Linked DNA regions of Mus musculus: region 1 is linked to region 2. A link is a contact called in public Hi-C data. All regions are on one chromosome and are shown on one strand. Each heading gives the region's core, a stretch centred on a gene start, on an enhancer-like site or on the middle of the called end of the contact. The rest is flanking DNA. Distances are from core to core; before and after follow the strand shown. Region 1 overlaps Sox6 (SRY (sex determining region Y)-box 6). Region 2 has its middle 26 kb from the start of Gm45999.

The links. A called contact is a pair of places that touch in the nucleus more often than the background predicts.
Region 1: a Hi-C map of the N1E-115 cell line shows a contact between it and region 2, with 2.1 times the contacts expected there. The contact joins two enhancer-like sites. A contact is called at or near these places in 1 of 484 Hi-C or Micro-C datasets (the N1E-115 cell line) and 1 of 115 datasets of contacts at active chromatin or transcription factors (stem cell-derived neural progenitor cells).

The regions. Positions count from the first base shown.
Region 1 is chr7:115,614,218-115,618,719 of GRCm38.p6, reverse strand. The region is part of intron 7 of Sox6 (SRY (sex determining region Y)-box 6); the gene reads left to right. Among named protein-coding and RNA genes, the nearest start is that of Gm51455, 120 kb to the right of the region's middle. Within about 2 kb of position 2,644, at least 140 of the 459 cell types and tissues checked have an H3K27ac peak or open chromatin away from gene starts, as enhancers often do. A contact at or near this core is called in the N1E-115 cell line, where this site is marked.
Region 2 is chr7:115,370,527-115,374,935 of GRCm38.p6, reverse strand. No RefSeq gene overlaps it. Among named protein-coding and RNA genes, the nearest start is that of Gm45999, 26 kb to the left of the region's middle. Within about 2 kb of position 1,270, at least 15 of the 459 cell types and tissues checked have an H3K27ac peak or open chromatin away from gene starts, as enhancers often do. A contact at or near this core is called in the N1E-115 cell line, where this site is marked.

The DNA.
Region 1 (4,502 bases), core at 1,395-3,894, 240 kb before region 2:
CCATAAATAGATTTTAATTAAAAATTCTTCTCTATTATTAACATAATCATTGTTTTAGTTTTATTATCATGAATTACACTGATTGGTTTTCAAATGCTAAACCAACCTTACATTTTCCAAACAGCCCTTTTTAGGTTTGATAAATTGTTCTTTTTATATACTATATTCTACTTAGCCTGCCTATGTGTATGTAGCCTTTTAAAAATTAATTTCAGGAGTATACCGCCCCCCTCACACACAAAATTTACATTTTACTAAACAGTTTTTGGAAAACTCTGTATATTGTCAGGAATTTGAAGGTCAAAGTTATCATTCTGCTCTCAGAATTAATTGTTTCATGTATTTTGTAAAATGATAGTGTGTGACTAATTTGAATACATGTTATAGGCATAAAGATTGGTGGGGCAGGTGAAAGGAAGAAAGGTAATTCCCAGTGTAGCCTGCTAGCCATTTTGGCTAATTTCCCTTTAGACAAAGTGAGATTTGTCCTCATTTTCTTCCCATGTGTGGACTTGTAACAAAGAACTCAGAGTAAAGTTTGGAGAAGAAAAGGGTGGCCTGTTTTTAGGTTCTATGTTAAGAGACAAAAAGAAACTGTAAGTGGAAATTAAAGTCCCTGTAATTGGATTTCAGCAGATTTAATAACATACATGTTCTTTGCATGGTAATGCCACCAACAAGTCAAAGCATCCCACATCCTTCTGGTCTTTGTCATATGTGGCCACTGGCTCTGTGAAAGCAGGTGGCAAACACCGTTCTGAAAAAGCACAGGAGTGCTATCTTGTCTGTGTGAGAATCACTGGACTAGAATTCTTTTTCATCCCCCAAAATTTCATTTTCTAATGTTTTGAGTAGTAATGGAAACAGACTGGCCTTCAGTTTGGGTTTTGATCTCAGGTTTTGAGACCTTGACATACAAGGTCTCTGGGTCTTATTGTCTCTATGTTTAAGATGACTATACTGAAAAATGCTTTACTAAAAACACTTCTAGCTTTTTAAGATTGTATGAATCAGGTGATTATTTTTGTATTGTATGTATGTATACTATGCACATCAGCCTGACAAAGAACTTACTAAAATAAGATAAATAATTAACATTACATATTTTATGTGAGAGTATTCAACATCTTTAATAATGGAAAATGAAAACCAATGCCCACATAGTTAAAGCCATTTCTAATTTTAATGGGAGATACAAATTCTTTCCTGGCCATGCATTTAAAATGCCAGCATTGCATCTGCTGCTCTGAACATGCAAGACAAGAGTCTTAAGACTTCTGTATGTTTTATATGCTATGTTTTTCCTTTATTATTATTTATAGTCGGTTGTAAGAAAGCTTCAAGGAATACAAGACATTAGAACACCACACCTTTAACTAGCTGTGGCATAATACATGATTTGAGTCCCCAATATTTTCTAACATTGAGGTTTGTTTATTAAAAAAACCCCATGCTGTGACTGAATCAGTCTAATAGAAGCCAAGTTTGAAGTTGAACATTCAAATGTCTGCCCATCTATCTTGAGCATATATCATACGTAATGATGCGGGGTCTAGACATCTTTCTGGGTTTGTTTATGTCTGTTATGGATTCCCCTCATTATCCATACTGTTTGAGGGAGACCCCATGGATTCAGCGAGTTTATTGCATACTTGCTGTATTTTAAGACTAACTCAGGTTTTTAAGCATTTTAACTTGGAAGATTCTTCTCTCACTCTCCTGTTTTATGGTGATGATTAAGGCAAAATCGAGTACGATTTTAAAAAGTAATGACATATTAGAGTGTGAGGCTCTTGACTGCTTCGGGTACAGTTCTATAATCCTTTTGTCTATTACACCAATCTTCCTAATTCTTCAGGCAAGTTTGAATTATAGCATCTGTTTTCCTATTTTAAAAATTAAATTACATACCATCTGCTGTCTGGTCACACTGATTATCACTCTTTGGACACACACACGTATGTATGTGTGTATTTAAAGTTTAAACTGTAGCTATTAGTAATGTTACAGTTTGTGCATAATCATACTCTGAGTACTAGATAGAGATGAGCAAGTAAACTTTATATATAAAGGTGTAAATATGAAGAAGAGACTTTAATTTAGAAAAGCAAAATTATTTTCCATTTCTAGTTGAGATTCGTTCTTATTCTAGTTACTAGTTATTTTCAGCACAGAGCAGTGAGGTCATAATGAGATGAGGGCAGCACTCTTTTCCATCCTGTTGTTGGGATTCTCCTCTAATGTTTTTCACAGTTATGTATCTCTTTGCAGGACTATTTATTTAACTTGAAGGACATGCCATTCATAGCCTTTGTGAGTTACAAAGTTATCTTCTTCATTAAATGAAATAAAGAAATCAAATAACATGATCAGAATTTGTAATAAACATTTGTCAACAGCACTTATCATTATGGATATTTTTGGAGGAGGTGCCACAGCACTTGCTGTAAATATTCATCTTGTTATTGAGTTTAAAGATGTTTGGATGCAGGATTTCACGTGTGTTTATGCTAGTAAGGAACAAAAGAAACTCAGAAACTGAAAGCAGAAACGTAATCGAGCCACCCACTTAAAAGAGAAACCGGAATCAACGCTTTTCAGGGGAGACTGTGCCTTCCGTGTAAAAGGCCAGCGTAGCAAGGAGTCTCTATTCTTGATTTCTTTAGACAGTGAGAGCCTTGTGCCTTGTCTAGTTCCTGCGTTTTAAGAGCTTGTTCTGTGTAGCAGAAATAATACAATAAATGGGTTTAACCACATTTGTCTCAGCTAGACAGTCTGCTTTGTCAGAGATTGCTGGTACAACGTAAACAAATTACGTGTTTGTAGTGCTTTCCAATGAAAGCCCATCTAACAGAGCTGAGATTGTGTTGCAGCAGCTGTAGATTTAATCTCCTACCTGTCAGTTAAAACAGGCATTTCCTGAGCCAGATAAGGACTAGCTGTAGAGGAGGGAAGTAGTCACAGCTGGACAAAGACCTATTGTTATTGGCTGATAATTTCCATGTACATTCAGCCCTTATTCTACCAAGGAAACTGCAGCCATAGTGTGGCATTGAAGAACACAACAAGGGCTTATATTTTAAACTTAAATTAAAAAGGCTAAAGAGAATGAAAGGCAGGCTTTGTGCCATTGACTTGGGAAATTTTTAGTGTACATTTAAAAAACAATTGCCCTTGGCTTTGATCATGATTCCAAATAATTGTGGACTTGATAACAAAACTCTGGTCAGTGTATGCTCATAAATTGACAGCTAAATATTTAGGAGTTCAAGTTGTAACCAAAACCATCCAATGTCAAAAACTTATATCTGCAGATTGAGTCTTTTTCCATAAGCACTGCAGCTGGAGACACTGATGGACTGGGTCCTTGTGTTAAATCAGTTCTGTAATAGCCATGTGGTCATGTCAGTGTGTGCTTCTCCTGGACTTTAGTTTTTAACAAAAATCATGATTTGCCTTTAGCTACTGGAGAAGTAGTGGGCAGGGACAGTGTAGATAAGCGATAAATAACCATCTAAATATCTTTGCTTTCTCTTTCCTGCCCCTTTGGTGAAGGGGTACAGTAGCAAGTGAGAGTCTCTTTCTTTGTTTCAGTTTTGTACTTATATAGAAATCTAAAGGCTTAAAATGACTTATATAATCTGATAGGCTTGATTGGAAATAACCTCTCTCTAAATGATTATATGGAATAATAAACACCATCTTCTATACCAGTAGTAGCTAGTGTTGGGGCACTGATAGGTCAGCCCTTGTATTTATATTGGTATGTTTAGCAATCTAAATACCCTACTTTTCAATAGTCATATGGAATTTCAATTTAAAGCAATTCCCACGAGTGAACATATGGATCTCAAAGCATAAGAACCTGAGCTCAGATCCCCAGCACCCAAAACGCCAGGGATTGCACATGCATGTCATCCTAGCTCAGGGGGGTGGAGTCTCGTGTGCTGAGGTAGCTGGATCTCTGGGTGCTTGCCAGTCAGCCAGTCTTGCCAAATTAGTGATCTCCAGGTTTGGACAGAGAACTTGTCTCAATAATGTGAAGAGTGGTATAGGAAGACACTGGAAGTTTGATTTTTGACTTCTACACGCATGCAAACACATTATGCATATATGCTCTCACACATGTGTACATACACATGAACACATGCATAGCTACACAAAAGAACAATGAAAATATGTGTATGAAAGCTTTTTCTATTCTTTTGTTGAAAAAGTTTTTTTTTTCATACAATATTTTCTGATTACAGTTTTCTCTCCCCTGGCTCCATGCAGACCTCTCCAACTCCTGTGCTACCACAAAACAAACAGAAGAAAAAGAGCCAAGGCAAAGCACAAGAAGCTTAAGTAGACACAGAGATGCACGTTTTCTCACACACATTTTTCCATGTATTAAAGCTTTCATAGCAATTACATTTTGTAAGGAGCTTTTGGTCACTGCAGCGTTCACACACTATTCCAAGGTGGGTTCAACTCCCAGCTCTGGAGTCTCCTTTTGCTGA
Region 2 (4,409 bases), core at 21-2,520:
TTTTTCAGGCACTAGCAGAGCCTCTCAGGAGACAGCTATATCAGGCTCCTGTCAGCAAGCACTTCTTGGCATCCACAATAGTGTCTGGGTTTGGTGACTGTATACGGGATAGATCCCCAGATGGGGCAGTCAAGAAGTATCCTTAGTGTCTGAAACAATGATCACAAAAATATGCATTCTATAGAACTTGTTGAATGAATGAATGGATGGATGGATGGATGGATGAGTTAGTGAGGATCTGCCAAGGGGAGATCCAATCTTTTGAAGAATGACATGCCTTAGTGGCTGTGGCAGATTCTAGAACAGCAGAAGGGAACATGTACACTGGGTAGATGATCGGCTGTGTGTGCTGCTGTGTCATGGCAGCACGTGATAACAACAGTCACTGGGAACTTTGAGGAAAGTTTAGATACCCCTCTGTTTTGTTTCCATGAAGTAGCCAGCAAGACAGTCTGCTAGGGTCCAAAGAGTCTCCTTTCCAGACCCCTCTTAGGGAGCGAAGCCAAGGAATGAATTGAGACTTCCTGGGGCAGCAGGAACTTGGGGCTGAGCTCCATTTGTTATCTCCGCCAATGACAGGCTGCTCTCCAGTGATGTCATCTGAGCCTCTGCAGACCTTTCTGCCAGGAGCCCACTAACTGGAAATGACATCAGCCCCCAGCAAAGTGACTTGTGCTCTCAGCAGACACGTCCCGCTGATCCCTGTCTGGGGCTCATCTCCCCGCCTACCTGGAAGGCTTCTGCCTGGCACTTTGGCAAACAAAGAGGCATTTGAGAGGGAATTAAACTGACTTTAACAGATAGCCCCAAAGTGTTTCCCAACACATTGATGCTCACATTGAATTATAGGTGCTAATAAAGCTGTCACAGCCTTGGCATAGGAGCCAAACCCAAGCTGAAAGGTCCCTGGGAAATGATGAGAATTCCGCAGGGCCTGCAAAGTCACTACTTGGCCCAGCAGGAGATTCAAATACGCAGTACCAGGCCAGGAAAGAGCTGAAGTCACCCATCCAGCCCCACTCCCTGCTGACTGCCCCCACGGTTCTTATGGCCCTCCAGCAGGAGGCAGCTTTGCTCAGGTTCTCTCCCATTGGCAGGAAACTGTCTCTCCAGATACAATAACTGCATTTTCATTGACCAAGCCTGGTACTCTTCAACTCCTCTCTGGTTTTCATCGTTACCTCATTCTGGTAGGTAAGGGTCCTTTGGTCACCCTCCCTCATGGCCACAGCCACAGTCTTGTCAGCAGTGGCTGATATCCACTATTTATCTGAAACATGGGGCTGGATTCTTAAACACGTGAGTGACAGGTGTTTAAGTCAATCTGGTTTAAGTATGAAATCAATGAGAATATTTCTCCCCTAGGTCAAGTGCCGAGGAGACACACATATTTACAAAATCAATCATTGGCCTCTACACTGAAGAGTGAAGGCAACCAACATCCAGGATGTGTCACCTGAAGGTGCAGCTGGAGCAAGGACTCCATATGAGGCTGAGAATTTGTCTCCTTTTATCTCCCAGAGTGACATTTGTTTGTGGTGCCTCCTTCTCAGGGTAATTCAGTCCCACTCGCATGAATAGCCCTTGACCCCAGCAGCCCAGCAAGGCCAGTAGAAAGAGTTTCTCTTCTGTAGCCTTTCAGAGAAAGCTTATTTGTGAGGCTTCTTGGGTCACCTCGAAGCATACATCTTGCCCTCAATCAGTCACCCGGACACAGGAGTGAAGCCCTCTCATTGGCTGAGCTGGAGACTATGTGTTTCTCCTATGGCTAGATGGGGGTAGGATTCATCTCATTCAAGCCAGGTTAACTAAGAGTCTGGCAGCAGGGACTCCTCAGCTGGTGTGAACATTGCTACCTGCTGTGTTTTGGATATAAACTTCTTTGATGGTAGACAGTGTGGAGCCTTAGGAAGTAGATGGAGCCCTGCTTGAGGGAGTGGGTCACCAGGAGGGCCTGGAGGGTTCATTGTCCAGTCCTACTTCCTGTCTGCTCTCTGTCTCCTGACTACAGATATAGAATCTGTCTACAGATATAGAATACACACACACACACACACACACACACACACACACACACACACACACACACACACACAGAGAGAGAGAGAGAGAGAGAGAGAGAGAGAGAGAGAGCTGCCTCACAGCCCTGCTCCCATGCCTTCCTCTGTATAACAGACTGCATCCCTTCCTAAACCACAAGTCAAAATGAACCCTTTCTTAGGTTGCAGTCTTGTCCCAGCAATGAGAAAAGTGACTGCCATACTACCCAAAGAAGAAGGCTTAAAGGTGAAGCTATAAAAGCCGGTCCTTGTTGCTTTTCCTGCAAACTCTTGTACTTTTTCAGGATTTCTGCTTTAACCTCCTGTGCCCTTCCTTATGACGTTTGACCTGGAGAAATTGCCTTCCCAGGGCCAGACTTCGCTTCCCCATCAGAAGCATAGGGTTCAGTCTTGCCTTTGCTTGACACCACTACCACACTTTTCCTAAGGTTCGAGACTCTTCCTGTGCTCATCAAGGCTGACTTCTCCCCAGTTCTCCTGACCTTGGCCTTGGGAAGGATGAGAAAATCTGCAGAGATGAACTAGATAGACTCAGAAGAAAGAGCAGCAGAATCCACTGTGTCTCAGAATCTCGAAAAGAAGTATTCCATAGATGCTGACCACCATAGTGCCTCCCATCTGTCCGGTTGCTGCCCTTGGCATGTGTTCCCATGTCATAGCATTGCTTCAAGCTTTGAGAGGTTTCTATGTGTGTGTGTGGGGGGGGGGCAGGGCGGGGGCGGCTGGTTCAGAAAGTCATGCTAAACCACACCTGAGTGTCCTGACTCCCCTTCCTCCCTAGTTTTCCTACTTGTGGTAGTGAGTAGACGTGCATTTCACGGCCCCCTCAAGCATCTTACAGAGACACCATTATTGCTTTATTTGATGATGTGTAGCCTGAGGCACAGCAACCTAAGTGGCTTGTTCTTCTCTGGGCTTTATCTAACTTTTATATTCTCTTTATCTGCTCTCTCAAAAACTGTGTACATCTTTTATTTAAATTTACTCCCTTGTTTTAGGTAGAGAGAGAGAGAGAGAGAGAGAGAGAGAGAGAGAGAGAGAGAGAGAGAGAGATTTTCAGCTATTCAGCCCAGGGTACACAAACCTGAATGTATATCCTGACATTTGTGGCCCCTGTTTCACGGAATTCCAGTTGGTAGATGTCCCCACACATTGAGGCTAACCCATGGAAGTTCTTAGAGGAAGGGGCAATAACATTGCCCCTGAAGCCAGAAGCAATGTGATCCACTCACCCCCAGCCTTCACATGCCTTTAGCTTTCCCCACTAGACATGAGCTCATGGAACTCTGCCTCATGCCCCCTTCCATAGATTTTCCTTTTCCTGTCGTCAGGTTAAAAGGAACCATCACAGAGATGCATTCATCAGGAGCCGCCATCGGGTAGTAATAGGGTAATTGTGCTGGCCCTGGTACCACAGAGATGATCCCCAGCGTTGCCTGAAGAATGTACAGAGGCCACATTTACGTTTCAGGGCAGCCTTTGAAAACCTTGGCATAGGTCCCCAGCTCTGTTTGCCTTCCCGCAGCGTGATGTGAGAACACTGGTACAGTGCGTGCCTTGTTTAAGCACAAGCCAGGCACTGTGTGGCCTGGGAGGTGGATTATGGCCCAGATGAAGGGCGGAAATCCTCGGCAGGGATGGCTTCAGCTCCTACAGCTCAGTGTATGTGTGTGACTGTGAGGTCTGCTGCCCACAGAACCCATGGCTTTCCCCTCAGTGTGAGGAGATGGGCTGAGCCTGGAGGGCACACCAGCATGGCCATTGTTTCTGTTCTTGGTTGTAGCACAGTGCTTTCTGTAGTTTGGTCTTGCCTTGCTATCTGGGCTTATTTGCTGTTATAAGTTTTAGCTCTTTTGGTCAAATATTTTCATATATGTACATGTATGTAACCAAACAAATATACACAGATATGAGTGAGATATAGACAGATGTGCACATATATGCACATTGGCCTCTATATTCTTTATATATATTACAGAAAGATATGCTAACTTATATCATTGCCATATGTACGTATGTATTAGACACAGATATGCTCACATGTATACCATTGGTGTATCTGTATAAATATATGTGTATATGTTAGATACAGATACACTTGTATGTATGCCATTGGAGTGTGTTTGTAAGGGAACTTGTATTCCAATCTCTGTCCAGTCTGAGACCTTGAGAGTTGTTGTCTGGGACACTGCTTGAGAAGCATGCTGTGGCTGCATTCTGATTCAGTGGCATAAAGCTGTGACTGACTAGTGAGGCTGACCATGGACCAGTGTCAGGAGGTGCCAGCACCCCTCCCCCGCCATCTCAGCCTAGCATCTTAGCTTCATTTTGAGGCTACATGCTATAGCC